Linked DNA regions of Mus musculus: region 1 is linked to region 2. A link is a contact called in public Hi-C data. All regions are on one chromosome and are shown on one strand. Each heading gives the region's core, a stretch centred on a gene start, on an enhancer-like site or on the middle of the called end of the contact. The rest is flanking DNA. Distances are from core to core; before and after follow the strand shown.

The links. A called contact is a pair of places that touch in the nucleus more often than the background predicts.
Region 1: a contact with region 2 is called in a Hi-C map of the 63-12 cell line, with 3 times the contacts expected there. The contact joins two enhancer-like sites. A contact is called at or near these places in 1 of 15 datasets of contacts at CTCF or cohesin (pro-B cells), 17 of 484 Hi-C or Micro-C datasets (the 63-12 cell line, the Ba/F3 cell line, the C10 cell line and 11 more) and 1 of 115 datasets of contacts at active chromatin or transcription factors (the 230-238 cell line).

The regions. Positions count from the first base shown.
Region 1 is chr11:54,680,951-54,684,004 of GRCm38.p6, reverse strand. Rapgef6 (Rap guanine nucleotide exchange factor (GEF) 6) reads right to left here. Exons shown (of 29, transcript NM_001252494.1): 25 at 1-113. Among named protein-coding and RNA genes, the nearest start is that of Cdc42se2, 110 kb to the left of the region's middle. Within about 2 kb of position 1,469, at least 3 of the 459 cell types and tissues checked have an H3K27ac peak or open chromatin away from gene starts, as enhancers often do. A contact at or near this core is called in the 63-12 cell line, where this site is marked.
Region 2 is chr11:54,566,803-54,569,819 of GRCm38.p6, reverse strand. Rapgef6 (Rap guanine nucleotide exchange factor (GEF) 6) reads right to left here. Exons shown (of 29, transcript NM_001252494.1): 6 at 1,324-1,467. Among named protein-coding and RNA genes, the nearest start is that of Rapgef6, 45 kb to the right of the region's middle. Within about 2 kb of position 1,644, at least 26 of the 459 cell types and tissues checked have an H3K27ac peak or open chromatin away from gene starts, as enhancers often do. A contact at or near this core is called in the 63-12 cell line, where this site is marked.

The DNA of each region.
Region 1 (3,054 bases), core at 220-2,719, 110 kb before region 2:
AGATGCAGGAGGGCTAGAGTGCAGAGAGGACGCTACAGAAATAGTGTCTTCTGTGTGTTTCTTAACACTCACTTCCTCAGTTGGTCCTAAACCTTTCTGAGGTAAACTTGTACCTAAAAAATGAATAAACAAACAAATAAGCAAATCAGAAACATTTTACAATGAAAACAGACGTAGTTGTCTAAATCATTAAGTAAAGACAGTGGCTGGTATAGTCAATCAAGACATTTAAGTGCAGTTTGGGACTTAAGTGTCTGGGAAATATCATACAGGCCTCATCTCTATGTAACTTGTTCAACCTCACAGATGGCCAGCACAGCCCAGATTAATAAGGCAATTTGCTTTGTGGTATGGTATCTTAACCCTCACAATTATGTGGGGTGCAGGTACTGTCACCACCTGAGTTGCATCTCTGCTGTGGGTGCACATGAGGCTGCCAGGCCAGCCCTTTTCAAGAGCACTAAGTTCCTATTACAGAACAAAAGTAAGCAACAGACAGGAAAATTATATGGCACTCCTAAAACCATTCTTGGGAAGTTCTATCCTTCACTAACTAGCTCTGAGCATAGGTGAGATTCAGAAACAGTCCCAGCCCACTCACTCACTACATAGCTCCTAGGAAGTCACTCACTCACTACATAGCTTCTAGGAAGTCACTCACTCACTACATAGCTTCTAGGAAGCCACTCACTCACTACATAGCTTCTAGGAAGTCACTCACTCACTACATAGCTCCTAGGAAGCCACTCACTCACTACATAGCTTCTAGGAAGTCACTCACTCACTACATAGCTTCTAGGAAGTCACTCACTCACTACATAGCTTCTAGGAAGCCACTCACTCACTACATAGCTTCTAGGAAGTCACTCACTCACTACATAGCTTCTAGGAAGTCACTCACTCACTACATAGCTTCTAGGAAGTCACTCACTCACTACATAGCTTCTAGGAAGTCACTCACTCACTACATAGCTTCTAGGAAGTCACTCACTCACTACATAGCTTCTAGGAAGTCACTCACTCACTACATAGCTTCTAGGAAGTCACTCACTCACTACATAGCTTCTAGGAAGTCACTCACTCACTACATAGCTCCTAGGAAGTCACTCACTCACTACATAGCTTCTAGGAAGTCACTCACTCACTACATAGCTTCTAGGAAGTCACTCACTCACTACATAGCTTCTAGGAAGTCACTCACTCACTACATAGCTTCTAGGAAGTCACTCACTCACTACATAGCTTCTAGGAAGTCACTCACTCACTACATAGCTTCTAGGAAGTCACTCACTCACTACATAGCTTCTAGGAAGTCACTCACTCACTACATAGCTTCTAGGAAGTCACTCACTCACTACATAGCTTCTAGGAAGTCACTCACTCACTACATAGCTTCTAGGAAGTCACTCACTCACTACATAGCTTCTAGGAAGTCACTGAGCTCCAGATTACTCTCTACCCGGAGCAAGGACAACCGTGGTGACGAGCTGGTACACTCACAGCAGTCTTCTGAAAAGACTCACACCAGCTGGGCTCTCCTGCATCTGGATTTGCTCGACTCGTTCCCACAACCACCTCATGTTCAAGTATGGCTCCACCGCCCACCTTCTCCCCCTCCTCTTTCTCCTTCCATCTCTCTTTCCTTGTCTCCTTCTGTCACTCTCTTAACAGATATGTAATTCAAGCTGGTCTCAAACTTGTAGCCTGGATTAACACTGAACGTGCAATCCCCCTGTTTCAGTCTCCCAAGTGCTAGAATTAGAGGGGTGTACAGCATGTAAGATTTCAAATCTTTTTAGTGGTTTCCCAGTGACAAATTTTGGTTGTCACCTTTATAATCTGGACATATTTATGACTATACTTCTCATATCCTTGGGAGGCTGTTTAGTCTGGTAGTTAAAAAGCAGTACTTTAGAGCCAACCAGCTTAGGATCACCTGCCAGACTGGTTATGTCCTGGCACTGTGCACATTACTAAGAATCCATGTAGAATGAGGCTGTCTCATTCTATCATCTCACCTCATAGGATATTATGAAGACCAAGTAAATATATAAAGTTAACAAAGATGGACTGTGTCTGAAACTCAGTATTAAATGTGAGCTTCAAATGCATGGGTGTGTATGCATGCTGCTGGGAGTCGGGTGAGCTTTGAGTACACTAGTCAAGCACTTAACTACCAAGTCAAAACCCAAAACCCTGACTTTCAGTTACTGTCTCTTAACATGCATGCAGTTTGTAGTGAACCAAAGTATCTGTAGCTCCTTACACATTACCCCCGACTTTGTTAAAGGCTTCTCTTGTTTTTTTCTTTTAATGTACTGTGTTAGCACACACATAATAAAGAAGTAATCTGTGTCTATAATGACACTAGATTGAAACCCTGGTCATTTTTTAAAATTCAATTCTGTATTTTCACATCAAATCAAATTAAAATCACATACTTCTACTAAGCATATACTATGTATTAATACATGGACCATGTTAATAATACCAGCAAACGAAGGTAATCTAGCTTCACATATAAAAACGGAAATAGAGATACTGTTAAAACACCAAATAAAGGTAATTCCAATGATGTCTATATGGCTCAAGGGGGAAAACAGAGCTATAGATTATATTTATGTTATTTTATGTTTAAAAACTTTTTTAGATTTATTATTTTATGTGTATAAATGTTTTGCCTGCATGTATGTGTGCCACATGTATGCCTGATGCCCACAGAGGTCAGAGAGGCATTTGATCCCCTGGAACTGGAGTCACAGATGGTTGTGAGTTATTATACGGGTGCTGGGAACCAAACTTAGATCCCCCTGCAAGAGCAACAAGTGCTATTAAGTGCTGTGCCATCTCTCTAGCCTTGTTACTTAAACAAAACAAAAACCCCAAAAACCAACCACAAAGACTTATTTTATTATGTGTCTGCAAGAGAATAAGATGCCCAAGGAGGCCAAAGACAGTTAATTATCTGGAACTCAAGTTGCAGGCAGTTGTGAGCCACCTGATGTGGGTGCTGGGAATCTAACTTGGGCTCTCATGAAAGCAGTATTCCTTAAT
Region 2 (3,017 bases), core at 395-2,894:
CAAATTAGTTAATTGTGGCATATTGTTATAATAGAGCACTATGCACTCATTCAAAATGTAAAAGAAAATCTAGCAGCAAAGATTTTAAACTATATATAAGCTTTTAAAAATCACAACACGTTTAAAAAATTTAAAATAGTCATTGTATATAATAAGGTAAAAGACAGTTTAATTAGTAACAGGAAATTCATATACATATAATGTATATGTATGTACGTGTACACACACACACACACACACACACACACACACACACACACACACACAGAGATGATATACCAGGTAAAGGGCTCTCAAGACAGGGTTTCCTCTGTGTATACCTGGCTGTCCTCAAACTCACAGAGATCCATCTGCCTTTGTCTCCGGAGTGCTGGAATTAAAGGTGTGGGCCACTACTGCCCAGTAATAAACTGTGTATTTAAAAAGAAACTGTTTCTCTGTGTGGCTCCAGTATTAGTTGCAAATTTTGGAACCAGTATGTTTATTTTCAGAAACAGAACACATTCTATTAATGAAATTAGGCAAATGTGACAGACTCTTTAAAGCTGCCTTGAATCCTATTCTTATTTTAGTAAGCCAATTTCCTGACTATCCTCTTCTACCCTGCCATATAATGAGAGCATTTCTTTCCTGAAAACGAAAGCAACAGACTCTTGTCAGTTTCTGCAACCAACTCTCCCATCTCTCTAATACTGTCACTTAAAACTCAGACCAAAGGAGGACAGCTGTAGGGATGCCCATGGGCCTATTCTTCAAATTATTTCATTTCTCAGTCTAAAAAGATGTTATCTGCAACAACAGAGTTAAAAAAAAAAAAAAAAAGACTTCTAAAGCAACAGCTTCCTTTCTCTAGCTTTAACAAAGTTCAATGTTTCATTTGCTTCTTTACTTTAATACACATTTCTACACTAGTGCCTGTTTTTATGAGTGACTAACAGTCCTGCAGGCCAAGGAGAACTGCCATGGTTTTCTTTCTTTTGTTATTTTTTCCATCATATTAAGTTTTCCCATTAGTCGACTGCCTGAGTTCTCAGATTTAATTTACATCCTAATTCAGTCACTACAAAGGCAAGAAAATTCACAAATTTATGTACTAAGCTACCACAAATACTTATTTTGGTTAATTACTCTAAGTAAAACTAAAGCTAAAGCAAAATTCCCACAGATAAGAAAATTTCTAGTTAATCCAACAGTCAAGTAGTAATGTTTTTAAAAACTGTTTATTTTACCATAACTTTTACATGTAGAGACCAAAAACCACTTAAATTAAAGACATTTTATGTGAAAATCAAGGATCCATAAAAAAGTCTGACATATACTCACCGAAAGGTAGTTATTAATATCCACTCCATCTATTATGGTTTGGCGTTCTCCTTTATAGTTAATTTTCCGAAACCTTCGTCGAGACTGTCTGGCAGGAATTTCTCTTTGTAAAATACTGTCTTCATTATCTTTGGAATTCTCTACCTGAAATACATGTTCAGATTCCTGATTAAATATCCAGTTTTTCCATCTTTCAGACAGTCTATGAAGTCTTAAAAGGCTCATAAGGAAGCTTCATTTATTCCTGCCAAGAATGTGCCTGAAGAAACAGTCTGTACAAGGCAATGTTCTGAGTTGAAAGAGATTAAAGACAATGTTTTTATAAAGAACTAGAGACCACAGTTTCCTTCCAGGAAACTGTCTGTCTTGAGCACATAAACATATCCGTCTAAGTAAAGTCTCTTACCAGAAATGAAGGCTGTTAGCTACACCTACACATTCAATAATTATGACTTGGATGTTAGTCTAATTACAAACTGCCTTATTATGCATTTACTTTACTTACCAAACAATCATGGCTATCATTTTAGTGAACTACTGAAAAGCAAAACAAAATTACTCTATTATTTGATAGAAACTTTTTTTGTCCACCTTAATGCATAACAACATCAGTAAGGATGGCAACTTTAAAAACAACAGAGAAGCTGTTATACAGCCCACTTAAAATAGACATATTATATATATGTGTGTGTGTGTGTGTGTGTGTGTGTGTGTGTATGTATATATATATATATTTTTAAAAAATCTACAACATTATCTCTAGGTAAAAAAACAAAATGAAACCCCCAAGGACTAGTATCTTTCCAGGTCACAAGAGTGACCCTTACTAAAGGTGAGCTGGCAGGACTATCTAATTGCAAAACCTGTAATCTTGACGTAAGACTGCTATCCAATTACAGAGTATATATCACTACTATAAAAACTAACAATATCGCCGGGCAGTGGTGGCACGCCTTTAATCCCAGCACTTGGGAGGCAGAAGCAGGCAGATTTCTGAGTTCGAGGCCAGCCTGGTCTACAAAGTGAGTTCCAGGACAGCCAGGGCTATACAGAGAAACCCTGTCTCGAAAAAACAAAACAAAAAAACCAACCCCCACAAACAAATAAAAAAAAGTTATTTTAAAAAACAATATTTTAAAAAAGATTTATTTTTCACTTATATGCCCATATGTGTATATGTCTGAGTGAGTCAATACTACACATGTGCTGGTACCTAGGGAGACCAGAAGAGGACATGGGATTCCCTGGAGCTGTGAGAAGCTCTATGTGGGTGCTGGGAACCAAACCTGAGTCCTCTCTAAGAACATTCTCTTCAGCTCTCTAAACTTAAATCTTTGTTCAAACGTATATTGTTAAGTTCTAAATTATACTTTATAACTAACCTAACATAGAAATTATTTTTTTTCCTCTACAACTACTTTTCCTACTAATATCACATCTCTCTGCTATCACAAAATATGCTTTAGGCAATGAATTAAGCAATTCAGTCAACAATCAATTTCCAGCTCCATGCTCATCTTCCAAAGACCAGATCCATTTCTCAGGAGGTCAATATTGTTTGTACATGTCCCTTTCCTAACACCTTTTCTTTTTTTTTTTCTTCCCTGAGACAGGGTTTCTCTGTGTAGCCTTGGCTGTCCTGAAACTCACTTTGTAGACCAGGCTGGCCTCAAACTCAGAAATCCACCTGCCTC